Regions from separate parts of the Pan troglodytes genome. Here region 1 is linked to region 2. A link is a contact called in public HiChIP or PLAC-seq data. All regions are on one chromosome and are shown on one strand. The core of a region is the stretch at or near the end of the contact, and the rest is flanking DNA. Distances in the headings are between cores, read along the strand shown.

The links. HiChIP or PLAC-seq counts read pairs in DNA pulled down with a chosen protein or histone mark.
Region 1: an H3K4me3 HiChIP or PLAC-seq map of stem cell-derived excitatory neurons shows a contact between it and region 2, with 7 times the contacts expected there. The contact joins two enhancer-like sites. A contact is called at or near these places in 1 of 7 Hi-C or Micro-C datasets (stem cell-derived neural progenitor cells) and 1 of 1 datasets of contacts at active chromatin or transcription factors (stem cell-derived excitatory neurons).

The regions. Positions count from the first base shown.
Region 1 is chr16:5,954,909-5,958,970 of NHGRI_mPanTro3-v2.0_pri, forward strand. All of the region lies in intron 5 of APBA2 (amyloid beta precursor protein binding family A member 2), which reads left to right. Among named protein-coding and RNA genes, the nearest start is that of APBA2, 170 kb to the left of the region's middle. Within about 2 kb of position 2,168, at least 8 of the 24 cell types and tissues checked have an H3K27ac peak or open chromatin away from gene starts, as enhancers often do. A contact at or near this core is called in stem cell-derived excitatory neurons, where this site is marked.
Region 2 is chr16:5,750,382-5,754,621 of NHGRI_mPanTro3-v2.0_pri, forward strand. No RefSeq gene overlaps it. Among named protein-coding and RNA genes, the nearest start is that of GOLGA6L7, 34 kb to the left of the region's middle. Within about 2 kb of position 2,915, at least 17 of the 24 cell types and tissues checked have an H3K27ac peak or open chromatin away from gene starts, as enhancers often do. A contact at or near this core is called in stem cell-derived excitatory neurons, where this site is marked.

The DNA of each region.
Region 1 (4,062 bases), core at 918-3,417, 200 kb after region 2:
ATCTCAAGGCACAGGCCCTGGCAGTACTGGAGAGTCGGGCCTGGAGGCCACGCCTTAGCTCTGCAGCAGAAGGTCTCACTTGAGACGCCAGTTACACGACTCTGATACTCACCCACTCCTGCCTCCTTTCCCCACTCCAGACCTAGGGGGTACTCCAGGGGGCAGGCTCTGCTGCTGATCTGGTGGCTCGCCTCCTCCCAGTCCTGTCCTGCCCCATTAGAGCTGCAGCCCCTCCTCCCAGTTGAGGCCAGGTCCCGTCTGCACTTTGGAACCTCACACGATCTGATGTCGTTTGTCTCCTGTCCCTTTCGCTCGCCCCTCCACTGGCTTTTGACCACATCTGTCCCACCCTGCATCTATCCACACCACCCCGCTCTACCTGCCCCTTTTCTTTCACAGCCGGAATCTGGGAGTGGCCGCCTCATTGTCTGCACCTCCCCTGCACCTCTCAGCCCCCTCTCTGGCTCCTGCCCCGGTTCCTCTGAAACAGCTCTTTGAGGTCACAACTGACTTCCTTGACACTGTGCCCAATACACGAGGTCTCCTTGTAGTTGGCCTCCTGCTAGCATGGGTGCAGATGGGCAGGCCTCCCTTTCTAAGCCCCTTCTTTTCTTGGTACTTAGCAGAGCAGAGTCCTGGGGCTTCATCCTGCCCCCTTGCCCATGACCTTCCTTGCAGACTCATCCATGCCTGCAGCTTCACTTGGCACCTGCAGATGGTTCATTCCCAAATCTGTTTTTCTAACCAGGACTCCCGAGTCCAGCCGCCTACTGAGCATCCAGGCTCCTGTCACTAAACTTGCCTGGAATCCCCAACCCAAGCTCAGTCCTCTTCCAGGCACCCTTTCTCAGTGAGGGGCAAGTCTGTCCATCGAACTCTGCAACCATTGTCTAGCGTCCTCATCCTCTCTCAGACTCCAGTCCAACTTCCCGTCCTGTTGATGGACCCCTAAATCCCCATCTGTTGCTGTCTATCCATTTCCATTGTCACCCTGTCCATACCATCATCACCACTCATGTGCTGGGATGGCTACAGTAGCCTCTCAGCTGCTCTCCCTTCTTCCTCTCTGCTGCCTGCCCCTCTGCCAGAGTTCATTTCTAATGAAGGAGTGGTTGGGCCACTTCCCTGATGGATACCCTGGAGTGACAGTCCTTATGGCCTGTCACCCGTGGCCCCAGGGTCCTCACATCTGGGCAGCGCTTCCTCCCCACCCTCGACTTGTCTCAGCTGCTGGCCCATGCCCTAGGCCTCGGCAGTCCAGACATCCTATAGCTCTTCTAAGGTGTCATTGTCTCTGCACCCTAGGGCCTTTGCACCTGCTCCCGCCTCAGCCTGGGAAGCTTTCTCCTCCTTTTGCCTTACGGCTTGTTGATTCCTTCTCCTCCTCCAGACCTCAGCTTAAACAGCAGCCACCCCCAAATTCCTCACCAGAGCAGCCTCCCTGTCCCTTCCTTCCCAGGGCCATAGCCTCCCTTTTGAGCATTCACCATGGCCCATCCTGATGCATTTGTTCTGTGGCTGTGGGACTGATGTCAGCCTCACTGTGTAGCCTGTGAGCTCCATGTTTCTGTCTTAACACCGGTCTTTATACAGTAGGTTCAGAAATGCTGAGCACCTGAACTCATGACAGTGAACTTGGGCAAAGCCACGTGTCCCACTTAGATGGTCCTTATTTGTAAAATTGGGACCCTGAGATTGCTTCATGGCGTGGTTGAGGACTGGGTGGAACTGTACCATTGTTGCACAGAGGTCTGGTGTGTTGGGCATGAGGGCTGTACTCCAAGACTCTGTGCCTTTGCAGAGAGCAGCGGGCCTTGTGGACGCACCCCCACACTCCCACATACACCTGTGCTCCAGCTCCACCCAGCCACCTCCTCCCAGACCCCCAGGAGATACAGGGACAGGTCTTGGAGCTAATGAGACCCCCTGGGGCCACACTGGCACCTTAGAAGACTCTGTCCACCACCCATGTTCAGGATAATTTTCTCCAAAGGTGGCAGGAGTGGAGACCCTCAGGCTTGAAGCTGTGGGACTCCCCTCCCCTTCCCTGTCCAGAGGGCCTAGGGTTTTCCTAAGCGGTGTTTCAAACAGAGGCTTCCTCTGGCAGGGGAGAACCTGGAGCGCCTTATTCTTCTCCAGACTGTGCAGATACACTGTGCATATGCCTATGTGAGTAAGATATACGGTGCGAAAAGGATAAATCACTCTCTGGGGAGACAAGATCTTTAAACCTGTATCTTGATTATCTTGTCATTTTGTCTCCCTCTGGTGGTCTCAGCTTAGGGTCAGTGCAAGACTTGAGCAAAGTAACAGAAATTTCTACCCAAACATGTAGGGCTAGCTGCTTTCATTTTCTAACGAAGCTGTTAGATTTGGGTTCTGCGTTTCCTGCGGAAGTTGAGAGCTGTGCCCATGAATCTGATATACTCCCGGCACCATGCCACCCCCACTGGACTCTTCTCTGGGTCTGGGTTCTCCTCCCGTGGTGCGTGTGAGTGGGAGGCAGGATGCTGGGGCCACCTTGGACTCGATTGTTTCTCGCTGAACAAAAGAGCAAGGCAGGCATGGAAGGCCCCCAGGCAGAGGTGGGTGGTGGCTGGAGTTGCAGCAAGGCCCTTGAGTGCTTCACTGGCCTCATCCCGGAAGCAGGCATCCGTGGGTGCCAGTGGTGACCCCCTGCCTGGGATGGGGCACCCTTCACACGCAGCAGTCTGTGCCCAGATGGGCCCCAGAACTACTGACGCTCACTTCAGGGGGAGACGAGGCCAGTCTTTCCTAAATCTACTCAAGGACATGGGTCGACACGGAAATGTGAACCTCAGAAGGGTCTGGTGCGCTGACCAGGGCCACCCTGGGGGCTGGCGAGAGAGAAGCCAAGGGGCAGTGCCTGGAAAGGTAGGAGTCAGATTCCAAAGGGAGGGCTGGCCTCCCAGCCTCCCCAGGGCCTGGGGCCGACAGGGTGCCAGGCAGCCCCTGCCACAGAGGGGACATAAGGACACTCGCCCAAGGCCCTGGTCACCTGCTGGGGCTGTGAGGCTGGGGTACCTGGGGCGCCTGGAAGAACCAGAGCTTTCCTGCAGAACAAAGTGACGCCATCTAGTGGTCAATGAGAGCCACTGCATTGGGCCCCACTGGGTGACTGGGGCTTCACTGGGGAGTGCCTGTTGAGCCGTGCTCACTGGGGACGGCAAGGTGGTATGAGGTACTAGAAACAGGCCTACCTCAGGCGCTGGGAGCCTTCCCAGCCCCACAGCCAGATGCCATAAAAGGCAGCACAGGGCATGTCTGGCGAGCCTGTGGCAGCCAGGGCTGTCATACACGCTCTCCAAGCCCCCCAGCTAGGCAGATGTGCACACTTCACTCTTAAGAAGCGCCAGGGTATGGTAGGGGTACTGCATTGGGATAGATGGGTCCTGTTCCCTCTGTGGGGCTGCCTCTGATTCCCCTGGTGACAGGCCCCGGTGTACCCTCTGAGAGACAGGTGGACAGGGGTTCCTCCCCTGGTGCCACCCCTGAATCCTGCAGTCCCCCACATTGGTGCCTGCAGCCCTGCCCAGCTGGGAGAAGGTTTATCGGCTCCAGGGCAAGGGGTGAATGGAGGATATTTAAAAGCTGTGGGAGGACCCCATTGATAGGACTCAGTTAGATGCAAAGGGGAGGGATAGGGGGGCCCTGTAGGGAGAGACGGCTGGGAGCACAGGTGATCCTCTGACCCCAGGGGCACGCAGACCTACTACTGCCCAGGAAAGCAGGAAGGAGGGCCAAATGGGCTGAGCACCAATGCGAAGCTCCCCACCTGGTCTGTCTGAGCAGGTGAGGGAGGGGCAGCCAGGAGTTTGAGGCAGTGGAGGGGTCTGGAATAACTCTTGCATGGAGGAAGAATCTGAGTTTCCCAGAGAGATAGATGAGAGTTGTGAGGGTGTTTGTGGGGCATTTGGCACTCTTATAATACACTCTTATAATACATTTATCATGGCACTCATTTGCCCTCTTGGGCAGCTTTTTCCAGCCTCGGGTCCAGAGAAAACAGATTGGAGATTTGCTGAACTCCTGTGGGCAGAT
Region 2 (4,240 bases), core at 1,665-4,164:
TGCCTGTTTTGCAGGTGTGATATAAAAGTCAAAAAATTCCTAGAAGTAGAATTCTTAGGTCAAAGGGCTTGTGCATTTGTAATTTTGATAGACATCATCTGATTTTCCTACACAGAAGTTGTACTGATTTACACTCCCATGGGCAGTGTGGGTATCTGCCAGTTTCCTCTTGCTTTCTGGAATATATTGTATTACTGAACTCCTGGGTCTCTGATCAGTGAACACAATGGCATCTCAGCATAGTTTTAATTTGCATTTCTTTTTCTTTTTTTGAGATGGAGTCTCACTCTGTTGCCCAGGCTCAAGTGCAGTGGTGCGATCTCAGCTCACTGCAACCTCTGCCTCCCAGGTTCAAGCGATTCTCCTGCCTCAGCCTCCCAAGTAGCTGGGATTACCGGTGCTCACCACCATGCCCAACTAATTTTTCTATTTCTAGTAGAGACGGGGTTTCACCGTGTTGGCCAGGCTTGTCTCAAACTCCTGACCTCAAGTGATCCACCTGCCTCGGCCTCCCCAAGTGTTGGGATTACAGGTGTGAGCCACCATGCCTGGCTTAATTTGCATTTCTTATTATGAATAAGGGAGGACAGCTTTTCAGATGTTTAAAAGTCATTTGTATTTCCTTCCCTGTGAATTGTCTGCTTCTTACCCTTTACCTGTTTCTTTGTCTTTTCTGTTAAGAGATAGTCTCATACTGCTGCCCAGGCTTAGTGCATTGGGATCATCATAGTTCACTGCAGCCTGGAACTCCTGGGCTTAAGTGAATCTCCTGTCTCAGTCTCCTGAGTAGCTGGGATTACAGGTGTGAGCCAAGGTGGGGGCCTGGTGATGATCCGTGATGCCTTCTTTTGATTTTTTTTCTTATCAATTTCTAGATGCTATCTATGTGTTAGGGAAATTAGCTGCTTGTGATATGAATTGCAAATAATTTTTTCCCCTTTGTTGTAGACTTTGCTTATGGTAGTGATTGCCATGCCAGAGTTTCTTTGAAGTCAAACTTAGCTGTTTTTTTGTTACCACTTTTTGATTTTGTTGCATACTTAGAAAGGCCTTTCCCATTCCAAGATACTTTTTTTTTTTAAATTTAAAATTTTAAGTTCCCAGATACAAGTACAGAACGTGTAGGTTTGTTACATGGGTATATGTGTGCCATGGTGGTCTGCTGCACCTATCAACCTGTCATCTAGGTTTTAAGCCTCACATGCACTAACTATTTGTCCTAATGATTCTTCAAAAATTCTCTGAATACTGGCAGTTGGCTCAAGCTCACCAGATTTAGGAGTCCTGAGTGAGGCTGGTGGCAGGCCTGTACCTTTATTTTTAAATTTATTTAAATTTATTTCATTTTTTAAAATGATAGGGTCTTCTTCTGTCACCAAGGCTGGAGTGCAGTGGCACGATCACAACTCACTGCAGTCTTGAACTCCTGGGCTCAAGCGAGCCTCCTGCTTCAGCTTCCCAAAGTATTGGGATTATAGGTGGGAGCCACTGTTCTTGGCCCTAGGCCTGTACCTTTCATCTTGTGCACTGAGGACTTCAGCCACTATCACTCCCGGGTGCTGCGATGGGGTTTAATTTCCAGTGACTGGCCCAGAGCCTGCTCATGGGAAGATCTCAAGGGAGGCTGTTGAAGGAACAGCATGCAACTTACCGGCCCACACACGTTCACACAGATGGGGGTGGGGGTTTGAGGAGGTGGGGGGTGTTGTGTGGATCAGCTTCAGGCACAGGTGTCTGGTTTCCTATGGGATGTGACCACATAACAGTAAGGCAAGAAGATGACTGCATTTATCTTCTCAGAATCACTTCTTCCTAATTGTTGCTTCCCACTATTAGCATTGGTGAAAGGCTGGGCCACAGGAGGCTGGATGAACTTTGTGTTAGCCAGGTAAGCAGAATGTCTATGCAGGTGGAAAGTAGACAGTGAAGGTGTGCTCATCTGAGTGGGGAGGGGCATAGGTCAGGAACCTCGTTGGCCTGCCCTGGCCTTTGCCCCTTTGTTTGGCCCTGTGGCTATAAAGCTCCCCTACCAGGAGCAGCCCCCACTGGCGGCTCTGGCCCTGGAAACCTGTGAATGTTTGGTGGGGGCAGGGTGTGGAGAGGCCAAGTCCACAGTGTATCTAACCCTAGTCCATCTCAGGATTCGGCTTCCCCCAGCCCCTTCTCCTTAGGGGCTCAGCTCGGGCCCTCAGGGCAGCAGGAAGATGCGCTGTCCTCACTCCCAAGTCCCCCTGCCCTTCTGTGCCTTCTGGCATGGGCAGAACTTCCCATGCCACAGCTTCGCCTAGTCCAGCCACAGGAGAAAAGAAAACGAGGGCAAATCACCACGATTTGGGGGGAGGGAGGCCCCTGAGCCCCCGCTCTGCCCAGACAAGGCATCCTGTGCATCTCCCATGGCTCATCACATCTGCCTGGGACTCAGTGAAAGGGCCAGAGGGCCAAAGGTGACACCGGAGTCTCCAGCACGACCTTCGAGGGCCTCCAGGGCATTTCTCGCGCTGTAGGGGCGGAAGACTGGCTCCCCTGGGGATGCATGTGAGTGTCTAGGAGTGTACGCTCCCCAGGGCCCCGCGGAGGTCAGGGTTCTCTCCATTTAGGACAGCAAGGAGAGAAAGCCCTGGAGTGAGGCCCTGGGGCTGGGGGCTAAAGCAGCACAGAGTATCAGAAACGGGGTGCTGGGATGGTTACCGGGGACCGCCAGGGAAGACTTGGGAGTCCAGCATGCGCCTAAGGGAGCTGCGGTGGGGAGGCAGCAGGGGGCCTCCTCTGCCGGATGGGGCCTTCGGAGGCCGCGATCCCCGAGAGTTCTTCGCTCGAGGGTTCTTCGCTCTAGGGTCCATTACAGCTGCGCGGGGCCGAGCAAGCAGGGCGCGGCGGCCGGGGCAAGGTGCGGAGCCTCGCGTTCACCGGCTCTACCTGCGGAGCCTCGCGTTCACCGGCTCTACTTGCGGGACCAGACCCCTGCAGCTCCCCAGCCAGCACGGCCGGGGCACGCCCGGGAATCTGTGTGCTCCCCAGGGCCCGGGGCGTTCGGGGCGCCGCGCCTTCCAGCGCCTGGGTTCCAGCCCCGATCCCGGAGACCGGCCCGGGGGGACCCGGGGTGCCGAGTGCACCCTCCTGCCCTGCAGACTGTCCCAGCGCCGGGGCCAGGGGGCGCAGGACCTCGCGCACGCCCGGCGCGGACGCATCTTTGTCTTCCCTCTCTTCACTGCGCGCGATCTAGCCGGGAATCGTTTTCCGGCCCCAGTGTGCCCGGCGGGGGCGAGGCGGAAGCGGCCGGGGCGGGGGCGCAGGCCCGGCAGCCGCAGGCCGGTGCGGGATGCGCCCCGCAGCCGCGCCGCGTGCGCCCGGCAGAGGCGGCCCTGCGTGCCGTACGCTGCGTCCGGGGCGCGCCCGCCGCTATTCGGGAAGCTATTCAGCTTCCCGGGCTCATTAGCAGTCGCGGTGTGCGGCTCGGCGCGGGCTCACAAAGAGCTCGGCCTCGCGGACTGAGCCGGCGGCGGCGGGGCGGGGACGGCGGCGTACCCGGGCAGCCCAGCGCCCTGGCCAGGTAAGCTGGGGAACCTGGGCTGCCTGACTTGCCGGCGGCGGCAGCCTGGGGCCGCCCGGGGCGCCGCGAGGACCCGGACGCGTGGGGGGCGGCGCGGAGGTTGCGGCCCGAGCGCTCCAGAGCGCTGCCCTCCCGACTCAGCGTGGCTGCGGGGCGGCCGCCGCTGGGATATGGGGGTACAGCCCGGCGGCCCCACTCCTCTCTGACCGGCCTCTTACCCCTCCCACGACGGGTGGGCGGGCGGGGCGGGGACCAGGCGGCGGCTTTCGCATCCCGCGCGGGGGGCACCGCGGCAAGGGGCCACCCGGCGCGGACAAGAGGCGCTGTGTGGCGGGGCTGTCCGCTCGACTCCTGCCGGGCTGGCCGGGCTGCTTGGCACCGGCAGCAAGTCCCCGTGCCGGGCGGCAACTACTGAGTTTGGGGTCGCCTCTGGGTTCGCTGCCCCCAGAGAACCCAAGCCCAGATCTTCGCCCCCTTCCCTTTCCCTTTATAATAAGGCCCAGAGGGAAAAACTTATCAATTCAAAACCCCACACCCCGTTGCCCCTGGGCTGCAGGTGCCCGGTTGGGGGCACGGCGCGGACCTGCCCCTCGGCCTGGCGCCTTCCCCATGGTAGGCACTGCCTGGCAAGGCTGCTGGCGGGAGATCTGGCTGCAGATGGTGAAGGAGAACATCGAGGCCCCGGGTCGC